Regions from separate parts of the Sus scrofa genome. Here region 2 is linked to region 1. A link is a contact called in public Hi-C data. All regions are on one chromosome and are shown on one strand. The core of a region is the stretch at or near the end of the contact, and the rest is flanking DNA. Distances in the headings are between cores, read along the strand shown.

What was found. A called contact is a pair of places that touch in the nucleus more often than the background predicts.
Region 2: a Hi-C map of fetal skeletal muscle shows a contact between it and region 1, with 2.2 times the contacts expected there. The contact joins the promoter of CAMTA2 here to the enhancer-like site in region 1. A contact is called at or near these places in 1 of 5 promoter capture datasets (liver), 13 of 47 Hi-C or Micro-C datasets (alveolar macrophages, blood, brain and 8 more) and 2 of 2 datasets of contacts at active chromatin or transcription factors (alveolar macrophages and skeletal muscle).

Annotation. Positions count from the first base shown.
Region 1 is chr12:51,871,429-51,878,304 of Sscrofa11.1, forward strand. No RefSeq gene overlaps it. Among named protein-coding and RNA genes, the nearest start is that of RABEP1, 17 kb to the left of the region's middle. Within about 2 kb of position 2,888, at least 8 of the 83 cell types and tissues checked have an H3K27ac peak or open chromatin away from gene starts, as enhancers often do. A contact at or near this core is called in fetal skeletal muscle, where this site is marked.
Region 2 is chr12:51,928,620-51,935,495 of Sscrofa11.1, forward strand. It overlaps CAMTA2 (calmodulin-binding transcription activator 2), which reads left to right and starts at 3,175. Exons shown (of 23, transcript XM_021067750.1): 1 at 3,175-3,761; 2 at 5,059-5,153; 3 at 5,353-5,456; 4 at 6,871-6,876. The coding sequence starts at 5,123. It overlaps INCA1 (protein INCA1), which reads left to right. Exons shown (of 6, transcript XM_021067760.1): 3 at 999-1,112; 4 at 1,352-1,391; 5 at 1,666-1,859; 6 at 2,306-2,845. The coding sequence ends at 2,726.

The DNA of each region.
Region 1 (6,876 bases), core at 1,638-4,137:
CCCTGGCCTCCCTCAGTGGGTTAAGGATCTGGCATTGCTGTGAGCTCTGGTGTGGGTCACAGACGAGGCTCGGATCTGGCCTTGCTGTGGCTGTGACCTAGGATGGTGGCTACAGCTCCGATTCAACCCCTAGCCTGGGAACCTCCACATGCCATGGGTGCAGCCCTAAAAAGACAAAAAAAAAAAAAAAAAAAAAAAAAAAGTCCTTAGACCTGCCATGGATCCAAAACAATCTGAAGACTGCTCTCCTTTTCCTGGCTTTTCCTGCAAGCCTATCTATGTCGGGGTCCCCAGGGAGGCTCACCTGAGCCTTGGAGGTGAGGATGTCGGTTGGGGGTCAGTCACGTAGGCATGGAGTGTCTGTGTGACTGACCTTAGCCATTCAGTCTCCAGCCCAGAGGCAGTGTGGCCCAAAGCCCCGGTGGCACACAAAAACTGGTGTTCCCCACTTATCACCTTGTTAGCACCAACTATCTGGTTTGGCCCGAGGCTCAGGTACAAAGATACTCTCAGCAGGTACTCCTGAGGGCTCAAAGGTTATCCCCCAGGAGCTGGTCAAGGGCCAGTCTTGAAAATCTTGGGAAAGTGCAGGGTTTGTGTTGTCTGGGAATGTCCAGACCTGCCACATTATCCCTTTACCTTTATTTAAAAAAGCCATAAAAAATAACGTAACAATAAAAATAAAAATAAACCCAGCACCTTTATAATAAAGCACCACTACCTGAGCCAGCTTCCGAAGACCTCCTTGGAAAGGGTCCAACCCAAGCTTTCCTCTAAAAGCAATGCGTCTAGCAGGGCAGCACGCAGTGAACGGACCAGGGAGCATAGAAAGGGCCACTGCTGGTGCCTCTGAAGGTGGCAAGGGTGTGTCTTAGAGCTGCCCAGTCTTGCCGCTGTGGCTCTGTGACTAAGCCCACTCCTACAGCCCTGTCCCACGACCAGCTTCCTCCCAAGCGCGTCTTTCATTCTTCCTTCCATCCCTTTCTGCTCCAGCTCTTTCCAAGACCCCCGAGATGCAGGTTTCCACTTAGTCCCCTCCAAACAAGCCATCTCGGCTTGAGGGCTTCCCTCCAGGGCCAGGACTAGGGCGACGCGAGTGAGGCACAAGGCCACTATATTTAAGGGAGCATCACTCTCAGGGTCAGGCAAGAGAGTCGGTGCCTCCGTCAACTCTGCACCCTGGGCACTCACTTTCGTCCTGGCCCCAAACTCTATCTCGGGAGAGTTTCCACGGGAACCTATATGCCTCCGTCTTGCCTGTGTTGACAGAGAATGGGCAGGAATGAGAAGAAACACAGGGGCCGAGTCCTGGGAAACAGGCAGGCATTAGTCCCCATGAGCGTGAATGCATCTTCACCTCCTCCTACTAGGCAACACCCTAAAGGGTAATCAACATTAAGTACCAGAAAATAACTGCGACGCCAGCATCTTCTTCCCTCATTTTTACCGGGGTCCCTCCACCCTTTAGCCCTTCAAAGGCATGAGGGTTCTTTTACCACAGCCCCCTGGGATCTTTCTTCCCAATATTAACTTCTTCTCAGTGGAAGACATGTGCCAGGACCCTCCATGCCAGGGCTGCCCTGCATGTCCCTGATTCTGGGTGGGAAGTGACTCCAAGAGACATCAGAAGCTCTGATCCTTCTCCACAAGGACATTCGAGCTATTTACACGGCATGACAAGTCAGAATGCATCTGATTTTTTCCAAGAATTGAATCTAGTGCTTTTCCAACTGGTGTGGCACTTCTGATGATATAGAAAGAGGAACTGTAGACAAACGTTCCTCCAGGTTTACCATCTGATCAGCTATTCACGTAAGAAACGTAGGAGCCGGTGTTCCCGCTTTGGTGCAACAGGATCAAAAGCCTTCTGCAGTGCCAGGACACGGGGCACAGTGGGTTAAGGATCCCGCGTTACCTGCAGCTGTGGCATAGGTTGCACCTGTGGCTCACATCTGATCCCTGGCCCAGGAACTCCAAAAGCTGAGGGGTGGCCAAAAAAGAAAAAAAAAAAAAAAATAGGGATTTAGGAACCAAGGCAGTGCATGCAGGGATCCGATGGCAGCTTCACCTCAAACACTAAATACACAGAGACACTCAAACTGCACAAGTTTGTAGCACCTCTTTTTTCACAGGTAGATTCTCAGGCACAAGTCTGGCTGGGGGTATCGTCACGTTCACTACCTTCACAGGCGTCTTCCCTGAAATGAATTCTTTGATGCTGTTGTAAAGCCCGACCCAGGTCTGAGAGCACGTGCACATTTAGCACAGCCAGTTGCTCTCCTGTAGGAATCTTCTGGGTTTCAAACATAACTGAAGGCCTTCCAACACCTACGATGTTATTCACAGGGTCTCTCTCTGGAATGTATTCTTTGATGTTGAAAAAGACTCGAGCTCTGATGAAAGGTTTTACCACATTCAATAAACGACAGGGTTTCTCTTACAAGCAGACTCAGGGATGGAGAATAAGATGCGGACTCTGCGGACAGGCTTTCCTGTGGTCACTACCCTGAAAAGGTTTCTGGAGTTCCCGTCGTGGCGCAGTGGTTAACGAATCCGACTAGGAACCATGAGGTTGCGGGTTCGATCCCTGCCCTTGCTCAGTGGGTTAACAATCCGGCGTTGCTGTGAGCTGTGGTGTAGGTTGCAGACGCGGCTCGGATCCCGCGTTGCTGTGGCTCTGGCGTAGGCCGGTGGCTACAGCTCCGATTGGACCCCTAGCCTGGGAACCTCCATATGCCGCGGGAGCGGCCCAAAGAAACAGCAAAAAGACAAAAAGACCAAAAAAAAAGAAAAAAAAAGGTTTCTAACGTGACGCCTCGGAACCAGTAAGGCTGAAGCATGTCTGCACGTCTCCCCACACGCCTGACTTTCCTAAGGTTTCTGCCAGTGTGAAGTCACTGGTGTTCAGTGAGACCCAAGCTGCGGCTGAGGGCTCGTGCACAGTCAGAGTCCTCACAGCGGCTTCCCTCCCAAATGGATTTTCTCATGTTGAACAATGTATGAACCCTTCCAGAAACTTTCCACAAACCATTACATTCCTATAGCATTTTTCCACTGTGAATTCTGATGTTGAGGCAAGCTGAGATCGCCCCCTAAAAAAGTTTCCCCGCATTCCTGACATTCATAAGGTTTTTTCCACTATGAATTCCGTAATTCCTAACAAATTGCAACTTGCCGTTGAAGATTCCCTGGTATGTGCTACGTTTACATGATTTTTCTCCACTATGAATTATCCTAAGTGGAGTATGCTGTACATTTTTTGGCCACACATGTCACATTTTTCAGCTCATTGGTAAAGATTTAAAAAAAAAAAAACAACATAAAACTTTACTGGTGAGAGGGGCGGGGACATGAGCTGGAGGAAGGCAAATTGGCGCAAATTCCAGGGAGAGCAAGTTTCCCCAGATGAAAAATGCATGCCCCCCTTTTTTTAGTTTTACTGAAGATGCATGCACCTTTGAGCAATTCCACTCCTAAGAATGCGTTCAACAGAGAGACTTAATTGTGTGTAAAATCACAATTGTACAAGTGATTTAGTGTAACATTGTTCATAACAGCAAATGGTTTGGAACAGTCTAAATGGATCCATAGGGAAGAGGTTAGCTAAATTATGATACATGCATACAATGGAATACTTTGTAGCCATGACTAAGAAGGAAGAAGCTCTTTAAAAACCAGTATCAAACCATCTTAAAAATAAAAACAAGATTCAGAACAGTCTTTACTGAACATTAGCAACTGTGTGTAACAAAAAACAAAAACAGAGGGAGGAAAAACCCTACTATATAAATTTGATTGTATATGTACAGCCTGTCTCTAGAAGGATAAAGATCCTTACTCTTAAGGAGGAAAACTGGGTAGTGGTGCCCTTTTGTTTCCTGTACCACATAAATGGTACCAATTATTTCAAAAATTACTTTTTTTTGGCTACACCTGGGCATGCAGAATTTCCCCGGGGCAGGGATCGAATTCAAGCCACAGTAGTAACCAGAACCATAGCAGTGACAATGCCAGACGCTCAACCCACTGCACCGCCAGGGAACTCAAAGAATGCATTATTTTAAACTGTAATCTGGGAGTTCCCTGGTGGCTCAGCAGGTTAAGGATCCAACACTCACTACTAGGCTCTGGTTACTGCTCTGGCGTGGGTTCCATCCCTGGCCCATGAACTTCCGCATGCCTCAGGCACAGTCAAAACAAAACAAAACAAAACAGCAACAACAAGAACATATCACACTGTAATCTGTTCCAGTTTTTGGTTCCACATGTACAAAGCCTGGAAATTGCCCCTCCATCCTAACAAGTGACAAGCTAAACAAGCCGAAAAATCAAATACTCTTCTGAGATCCATCAATGACATGAAGTGAGGTCAAAGGGCAAATTACTGCCCGCCAAAACCGGAGCAAAAGGCAAATATAGAGAATCACAACAGAAGAGAAAACTCCAGCAGAACCAGTGCTGGGCTAAGGAAGTCTGAACTGAAACTGATGAACTGCTGGAGGCAATTCTGAGAGTGCGAACAAGTCTAAGAGTTAAAAACTCCAGGGGGACCCAGTTACAGGGGTGGGACGGGCACGCTTTTGTGAATTTTACCTTCAAGAACTTCATCAAGTTCTCACACTAAATACTGGAGATATATCTCCTTGTGCTTTTAGCTGGGGAAGGAGAAAGGGAACGATTTTGAAATATGCCAGCGCATTCTGTTCTTAACAAGGGCTGTCCTCAGGAAACCAGCTAACCAGAACCTAACCTGCTGGGGTCTTATCAAGGCCAACAGACCTGGAGAAAGGGCAATACCCAACTCCAGCCTACTCTAACCATCCTGTTTCATCCAAATGGGATAGAAAAAAAGGTGGGGAGAAAACAAACCTGAGAAACATTTACAAAGCTCACAATCCAGAGGCACAGGCTCCCTAAAAGACTGAGACCTCATCACTGGACCGTAAAACACTCTCTGCCCCGCCACACGACCACGACATCGCTAGAGGCCTATTAAGAGCAGTTCCCTTACCTAGTGCATCACGTCTAGCTATCAAGAAAAGACTACTAAGCACACTAAAGGGCAAAAAACGCAGTTTCAAGAGACAGAGCAAGCATCAGAACCAGACATGGCAGGGATGTTGGAATTATCATACAGGTAATTTGTTTTGTTGTTTTTTGTTTTGTTTTGTTTTTGCTTTTTAGGGCCGCACTCGAGGCATATGGAGGTTCCCAGCTAAGGGTTGAATCAAAGGTACAGCTGTGGGCCTGCAGCACAGCCACAGCCATGCCAGATCTGAGACACATCTGCGACCTACACCGCAGCTCACGGCAACACTGGATCTTTAACCCCCTGAGCGAGGCCAGGGATCGAACCGGTCAGATTCATTTCCCCTGCGCCACGACAGGAACTCCCCCAGACAGGTAATTTGAAACAACATGATTCATATACTAATGACCCTCATAATGGGTGAAACAGTGTGCATGAACAGATGGGCACTGTAAACAAAAGAGATGCAAATTCTAAGAAATAACCAAAAGGAAATCAAAGATCAAAAACACTATAACAGCAGAGATCCCACTGTGGTGAAGTGAGTTAAGGTCAGGTCACGGCTGCAGCTCAGATTTGATCCCTGGCCCAGCAGCTTCCATATGCCATGGGTGTGGCCAAAAAAGAAAAAAATTAAAACACTGTAAACAAAATGAAGATTTCAGGGAGTTCCCGTCGTGGCACAGTGGTTAACGGATCCGACTAGGAACCATGAGGTTGCGGTTTCGGTCCCTGCCCTTGCTCAGTGGGTTAACGATCTGGCGTTGCCGTGAGCTGTAGTGTAGGTTGCAGACGTGGCTCGGATCCTGCGTTGCTGTGGCTCTGGCATAGGCCAGTGGCTACAGCTCCGATTGGACCCCTAGCCTGGGAACCTCCATATGCCGCGGGAGCGGCCCAAGAAATAGCAACAACAACAACAACAACAACAAAAAGACAAAAGACAAAAGACAAAAAAAAAAAAAAAAATGAAGATTTCAGAGCTCCAGTCAGAGGTTAACAAACCCGACTAGGATCCATGAGGATGCAGGTTCGATCCCTGGCCTCGCTCAGTGGGTTAAGGATCCGGTGTTGCCATGAGCTGTGGTGTAGGTCTCAGACACAGCTCAGATCCTGTGTTGCTGTAGCTGTGGGGTAGGCCGGCAGCTACAGCTCCAATTCAACCCCTAGCCTGGGAACATCCACATGCTGCAGGTGCAGCGCTGAAAAAAAAGAAAAAAGAAAAAAATGAAGATTTCTTTGTAAAGAGGCCTGTTTCTATTAAAGAAATCCAATCATGTTGTACAACAGACATTATCACAATATTGCGAATCAACTATGCTTCAATAAAAGTTTTTTCAAAAATAAAACAAAAAAAGAAGTTGAATCAATAATTAATAACCTTCTGAGTTCATCGACCAGGTGGAGGCTGGAGAAGATGCATCCCACTGGAAAATGTTTATTCTTTCAGATGGAAAAGGAAAAAGTGTAACCACTGAATTGGTGCAGCCTCTTGATGAAGAAATCTCTGGAATCGTGGAAGTGGTTGGAAGAGTCACAACCAAGGCAACCATTATGTGTGCCTCCTACATCCAGTGTAAAGAAGATAACCATCCTTTTGATCTTGGACTTTAATATAACGAAGCTGTGGAAATTACCCATGAGTTCCCTCAGTGTTTTCCTTTGGGCGTTGTGCAGCATAGTGGAATCTGACAAATTTTATGACTGCAAATGAACTACACTGAAGCCTATTAATGGAGGCCCCTGATATTTGAGGAAGAGATTCTTGTGATTTTTTTTTATGTTTAAAGCACTTCTTTAAATATTTAAAGAAGACGTTCATTTTAATTGCATTGACCTAACTTCATTCG
Region 2 (6,876 bases), core at 1,925-4,424, 57 kb after region 1:
AGTATCAGTATGTGGATAATCTTTTTGATACACCCCTTCAGTTTCTTGCTACTCCGACTACTTTAAACCTTAAATGGGAACTCATTTCACATAATCGTTTATAAAATACAACTCACACTGCTCTATGCAGGATAGATTGTTGGGGGATTCATTTGGAAGAGGGACAAGAGTATGAGGCAATTGCAGTGGTCTAGACAGGGGAAGATGAGCTGGAATACGATGGGGGGAGCAGAAATGGTGAGGAGTGGTCAAATTTGAGTGTATGTTTTGCTCTAGCAACTGGGCATTTGGAGTGACTTTCAGCAAGATGGGGAAGGCTAAGGAGGAGGCGTTGTGGGGGCAGTTGAACCTGTCAGTCTGGAGTCCAGGGGAGGAGCCCGAGCTGAAAATATAGATTTGGGTTCGTCAGAACATCGGTGGTATTTAAAGTCATGGACCTGGGTGAGATCACCTAAGGAGGGATGGAGATGAAAAAGATAAAGGGCCCAGGCCTAAGCCCCAGGGCACCAAACATCATTCGGTCTGGGGATTTTGGAAGTGACGAGAACTGTTCTCAAACAGCTTTGCACATCCCTCTGTACCAAAAGGATATTCGTATTTCTGAGAAGGGGAGATAAGGCAGGGGTGAACAGAGGTTCTGCTCTCCTGGAGCCTTGCATTGACTAAAAGGAACCTGTCACATCACCTAAGTACTCGGACCTTCCTCTTTAAGAGCCCTGCTTGCTAAATAAGATGTTCTCTGGTTGTGAGGTGTCAGAGCTTGAGAGTCAGCGAGATCTGAAGTTCAAACAATTGCTAATGGACCCTCACTCTAGCTCCAATCGCCTCTCAAAGCAAAGGCCTTGCCACCGTCCTCAGCTTAAATGGATAAGGGACATGGCCCGAGGGAGCTTGGGCGGCCGTAAGGTCCCATGGTAAGATAAGACCCCTAAATTCCTGGCATGAGTAGATGCTCTAAGGGAAAAGCAAGACCCAAGCCTACCTTGTCCTCACATCAGGTGTTCCAGGGTGGTCAGCCGATCGCCACCCCCCAGCTTGCCTTCCCAGAGCCTCAGACTGACACCCCGGCATTATGGAAACACCTTCTGGGAGAACCTTAGTCAAAAGCCCAGGTTGGTATGAATGGAGAAAAACGGGGACCAAGTGGAAGTGAGGCGGGGAGGCTGTACCATCTTAAACTACCGTAAAGCCTTACAGTAGCAATAAGCACTAGTTAGGGGATAATCATCCCGCTGGCTGATGGACATTGTGGCTCCTAATGCCAGGGAGGTGGTTGGGAGGGGTCATTAGAGAAGCGATATGGATGGGAGTATTATCTCTGCTCTTAGCCCCCTTTTTTTGTGCTTCACAGGCCCACTTGGATGGAGGAACCGTACACCCCACCCTTGCTGGTGTGACAAACTTTCTGCCCTTTGACGTGTTTCGGTTAAAATTGCACCCACTGCCATCCTATCCCGGGCGGTCCTTATTACCCCTTCCCTGTGGCATCCCCCAGCCAGTGCACTAACCCGGCCCTCCTTTCTAAGAATCAGTTATGTTTTCCAGATCACAGGTGCATTTTCATGACTTGGGTTTCCCAAGACCCCTGACCCCCTCTTTCTGTCCCAGCTCCCCTGAGAGATTCAGTTTTGCCTTCTAGCTCCTTTTCCTCATTTTCTGGCACAGAGAGTCACTGGTTGCTCCCAGCTTGGCCTGTACCCCCCTGAGGGGCTCCCACCCCCGGAGATGCTCTGCAGAAGAAAGAGAAGGAGGCAACATTTGGCAGGAATGCAGCAGGGATCTGGGAGCATCCCAGCCCGAGTGAGGGCTGTCACTTATCACCTGGAGGATCTAAGGAGGCGACAGAGAATCATCAATGAGTAAGGACAGATGTCTGGGCTCTGGGAGGCAGATAGGGTATGGGTACAGGATGGTTTGAACTAAGGAAAAGGTGGAGAACTTTGAAGGAATTGGAGGTTGTCTGGGAATGAGCCATGGTCTCGGTAGGACTGAAGCAGCAGTTTCATAATATGGGAAGGAGGAGGGAACTCAGGGATGGGGGATGAGCCCTAAGAGCTGGAGGGGGTGGCACTCAGGCCACTGAAGAAAGGAAAGCACGCCCTAGAACTAGAGGCTAGTGGGGAGCTAGGGGGTACATCTGAGCCCCTGGACTGAAAATACTCCAGTCTGAGGGGAGCAGAAATTTGGGAGTGGAGACAACACCCCTGGTGCCAGCAGGGAGGCTTTCAGGGCAGAAAGGATGAAGAACGGAGAGGCAGGAGCCTGGCTTCCAGGCACCTCTTTCCTAAACCTAAAGTCTCCATAGACTGAAGAAAGCCCAGTGGGGCAGCTCTGGGGCTGCACCTGAGCCGCTGGGGCTGGATGAAGACGGCTGTGGACAACCCAGCACCCGGCGACACCCTGATCCGGAGGAGGAGAGGGCAAACTCCCCAAGGGAAGAGGACGACCTCCTCAGTCCTGGCAGGGCCCAGGTAGGGCTGAAGAGGGACTTGGGGCGGGGGCGTGGAGGGGACGTGGATGTCTTATATGGAGAGACAGCAGAAGCCAAGAACCGCACTGGACAGATGGATTTGAGAGGAACAAAAATAAAGGTTGGCCCCCTGCGGTACAGTGACTTAAGGATCCAGCATTGTCACTGCTGTGACTCGGGTCGCTGCTGTGGCGCAGGTTCTATCCCTGGCCCAGGAACTTCTGCATGCTTCGGGCGTGGCATAAAAATAAAGTAAAATGAAAAATAAAGTAGCTAAGAGCCGGAGACTGGGGGCTGAGGGTGGGTTTGGGGACTAGGAAATCTGCAGAGAGACTTCTTTTTGATTCTCTCGTTATCTTTGTCATCCGTACAGCTGCTTTGGTCTCCCTGGAGTCCCCTGGGCCAGGAGAGGTCTTGTCTCTCCAGGGGGCTGAGTTCTCTGGCCTCCTTCAGCACCGCCACAGCCAGTAGGGACCCCGTTTGCAGTCGCTGGGGGATGGAGCTGTGGTCTGAGGAGTAAGGAGAAGCCGTCCACCCCAAGGTGCGGGCGTGCCTCGGGCCCAAGACGAGTTCTCGGCGCTGGAATCTCCGGCATTTCCGACGTCCAGGCCTTCCCCTTCTCCTTGGCCCCCCACCCTCCTCTCCCATCCTCTGGACTAGGCGCAGACAGCCCCCTGGCTTCCAGCCCGCCCCGCCCCTCTCACAGGAGCTCCCCAGCGTCCCCCAAGCCGGCTCCCTGCCCCTGTGCGCTCTTCTCTGTTCTGTTACCAAAACCCAGCAAGTTGAGCCCTTGAGTTGTCTTTCTTTCCGCCGAGCAGTGATGGAGAGGCTCGTGGGGAGGGGGGCTCCTTTCGCCTTCGCAGGGAACCCCGCTCAAATGAAGGGCTGGATCCCCAAATGAAGTCCTGCCCCGCTCCTGCGTTCCCCGCCCAGCAGCGCTGCCGGCCGCCCGCGCCCCACTTCCCCGGCCGAGGTCACGTCAGTCGCCGAGCTTCCGCCTCCGGGACCCCGGCATCCCGCCCCTCGGCACGGCTGCCCCTCCTGGGACTGCCCGGCAGTCCGTCCCTCGGCCTGGCTCGGGGCCCTGGAAGCCGAGGGCCTCGGGCTGGCGCCCCACCCAGAGCCCCACGTGTGCCGCTGACCCCAGGTTCCAGTCGCGACCCTCAGCCCCTTAATTGGGAGGCCCCGCCCCGTGCGCAGTGACGTCGGACGCCGCTGTCAGCCGGCGCTGGGGGGGGGTCGGTGTGGGGTAGAATGGCCGCTGCCGCCGTCACCCGCGGGACCCCGGGAGGTAAGAGCCAGGGCTTCTCGCCCGCCTCTCCGCCCCCGCGCCAGGGGGCGCAGCTCCGCCGGCCGGGACGTGGCGCACCGCGCCGGGGACCACTGGCCCTCCGCCGGGTTCGCCCCGACTCCCCGCTTCCGTCCTCCTCCCCCGCGCCAGGGGGCGCCGCTCGGCGCAGGGCCCCGAGGCGGACCGGCCGGGCCGGACCGTCCCGGGGACCCCCGCACCCGCACTGCCCCTCGCTCGCCGTGCACCCGCGGACTCCGCGCCGCAGCTCCTCCAGGACATCCCGACGTGCGGGCGGGAGACGGGACCCTCCCACCTCGGAGCGTCCCTGGGGACCACCGCACCGCCGCGAGGGGCAGCCCCCGGCCCGCTCCGCACCCTGGCTGGCTGCCTAGCCCGGACTTCGCACCTGCGCCCTGGGGCGGAGTCCTTACCCAACCCAGGCTCGGCTGCACACAGCCGAGCTCGGACGGGCCTCTTGCCCCCTCTCCATCCCCGGACACCTGGCGGAGCCCGCGCCGAGAGCATCCTCCAGCTTCCATCTGTTCCCCCAGAAGGGTGGGGGCCCAGGCTGGAGCCAGAGTGGTAGATGGGGTAGGGTAGGCCTGGAGGCCAAGGGAAGCAGAGGCTTTGGGGAGAGAGGTGCGGAGGGATAGGAGAGGAGAGGGCGGTCTGTCTCAGGGTGGAGGATGGGTTGTCCTGAGGGTGGGAGGCTGGGTCCTGGGTGTGTAGCTCCGTTTCTCCCAGGCCCTGACCAGCCTGGAGGAGAGGGTGTGGATTATAATCAGTTAGCAGATCTGCCCTTCCCCTTGGAAAAATCAAATAGAGAAGGAACTCAGGGTGTGTCTTCTAAGGCCTAGCTCTCTACCCGGACTTAGATCTCCTGCCCTGCCCCCAGCATCCAGGCTCTTATTTGTCAGACCATTCTCCAAGGACCGGATGCTCTGAGTCCCAGCCCCAGGACCTGACCCCATCGCAGCCCCAGCCTCACAAGAGCCCAGGCTGTAGGGCCTCTGAAACGCGCCAGCCCCGCCGGCCTTCTCTCCCCTCCCCCACCGGGCCGGTCTCTTCCTGACGGCTCTGTCCTGTCGTGTCTCCCCGCTCGTGTTCGTTACTGGCCCATGGCTGGGCTGTCCCTCTCCTCCATTCCCGGCTGTACTCTGTCATCACAGTCCAACCGCTTCCTCTCTCTTCCTTATCTTTCCCAGATATCATGACCCAGTTCTGTACCCATCTCCCACCTCATTCTCATCCATTAGCGTGGGGGCTTCTGCCATGACCTTGTTCTCTCCCTTCTCAGCACAGACTCCCCCTCCCCCCGGCCCTTCTGGCCGGGGGTGATCTTGCCCCCTGGAGCCCTCACCATGAATACCAAGGACACCACCGAGGTTGCTGGTGAGTTCACAGTCCAGGTTCCCAGTTTGGGCACAGCCTTTTTTCCTCCTGGAGTGGTGGTGATCTTCTGATTCTTGGATCCCTGCACTCCTTGTCATCGTCTTACTTCCCCCAGTGCTCTGGGTTCGGCCCCTGTCCCCTGGGCTGTCACAGGGCTGTCAGGGCAGCACACGAAGCTCTCCCTTCTAATTCCCTCTAGAGAACAGCCACCACCTGAAGATCTTTCTCCCCAAGAAGCTGCTGGAGTGTCTTCCTCGCTGTCCGCTGCTGCCTCCAGAGCGGCTCCGGTGGAACACAAACGAGGTTTTCTCGGGAGCCTGGGAGATTAGGGCCTCGGAGGGCCTGGTGGGCTGGAGGAGCATGAATGGGGGTCTTCCTGTGCCTGCTGACACTCTCAATTTCAGGGTACTGTTCTCGGCGCTTTGGGGATCATAGGAGAGGTATAAAGACCTATGTCTTGTGAGAACTGGCTTCTCTTTGGCATGTTCACCTGTGTAAGAATAATATCTACCACTTAGAAAGTATTTCCAGAGTTCCCGTCATGGCGCAGTGGTTAACGAACCTGACTAGGAACCATGAGGTTGCGGGTTCGGTCCCTGCCCTTGCTCAGTGGGTTAATGATCCGGCGTTGCCATGAGCTGTGGTGTAGGTTGCAGATGCGGCTCGGATCCCACGTTGCTGTGGCTCTGGCGTAGGCCGGTGGCTACAGCTCCGATTCGACCCCTAGCCTGGGAACCTCCATATGCCACGGGAGTGGCCCAAGAAATAGCAAAAAGACAAAAAAAAAAAAAAAAAAAAAAGGAAGTATTTCCTACAAACGAGGCACTATGCTAAGCATTTGACATGCATTATCTCATTCAGTTCTCCAAAGACGTTGTAGAGCCGGTGCTGCTGCTATCCTCGAGGTGTAGGTTAGGAAACTGACTAGTTAGCCCCTGCTCTGTAAGTACCACTGATGGGGGCTCCTTCTGGAGGGCACACACCTCTGTACGCCCCCCACACACGGTGCTTTGTGTGTACTTGTGGTTGGTCATGATGGATTTGACTATTTAATGAGAGGAGAACTGTCAGCAAAAGAGCATGTGTGTATGATCTTTGTAAATGCAGGAAGGGCTGGGTCCTCAGAGGCGCTTCCTGGAGATCTGGGAAGGGATTCGGTCTACAGGATGGCTAGGCTTTGTGGGCTCAGAGAAATGTGCACGTGGCATTTCAGGCCTGTAGGGCACTCGTATTCAGGTAGCTGCCCAGGGCACGTTCAGAGGAGTTGGTGGGCCGGTCTGACCATGGAATGATAGATGCAGTTCAGGGAAATAGTGGGAATGAAGATCCTTGGTCTGGAAAAACCTTGGCTTCAGGTTGAGAAGTCTGGAGTTCCTGGCAGTATCAAACCATTGACATTTTTTGAGCCAGGAAATGGCACAAAAATGGGACTTAGCAAGGGTAAAATAGCTATGCCGCGTGAAGAATGGATGACAGAGACCTTGGACCCGGCCTGCAGGTTGAGAGAGAAGGAAGGAAGAGAAGGTTAGACTTTTGCCTGAGACGGAACAACCTGGGATGCTTGGGAGGGCGGTGGGCCTTGCTGGGTCCAGATACTGGGCCACGTCCCCGACGAGCTGCTGGAATGCAGCGTAGAGTGAGACTTGAGGGGATGACCGAGAGGCCAGGCTGAGACTTGGGGAAGGGGACGCAAACCTGAGTGCCTCCTCTCCTGCAGGAGATT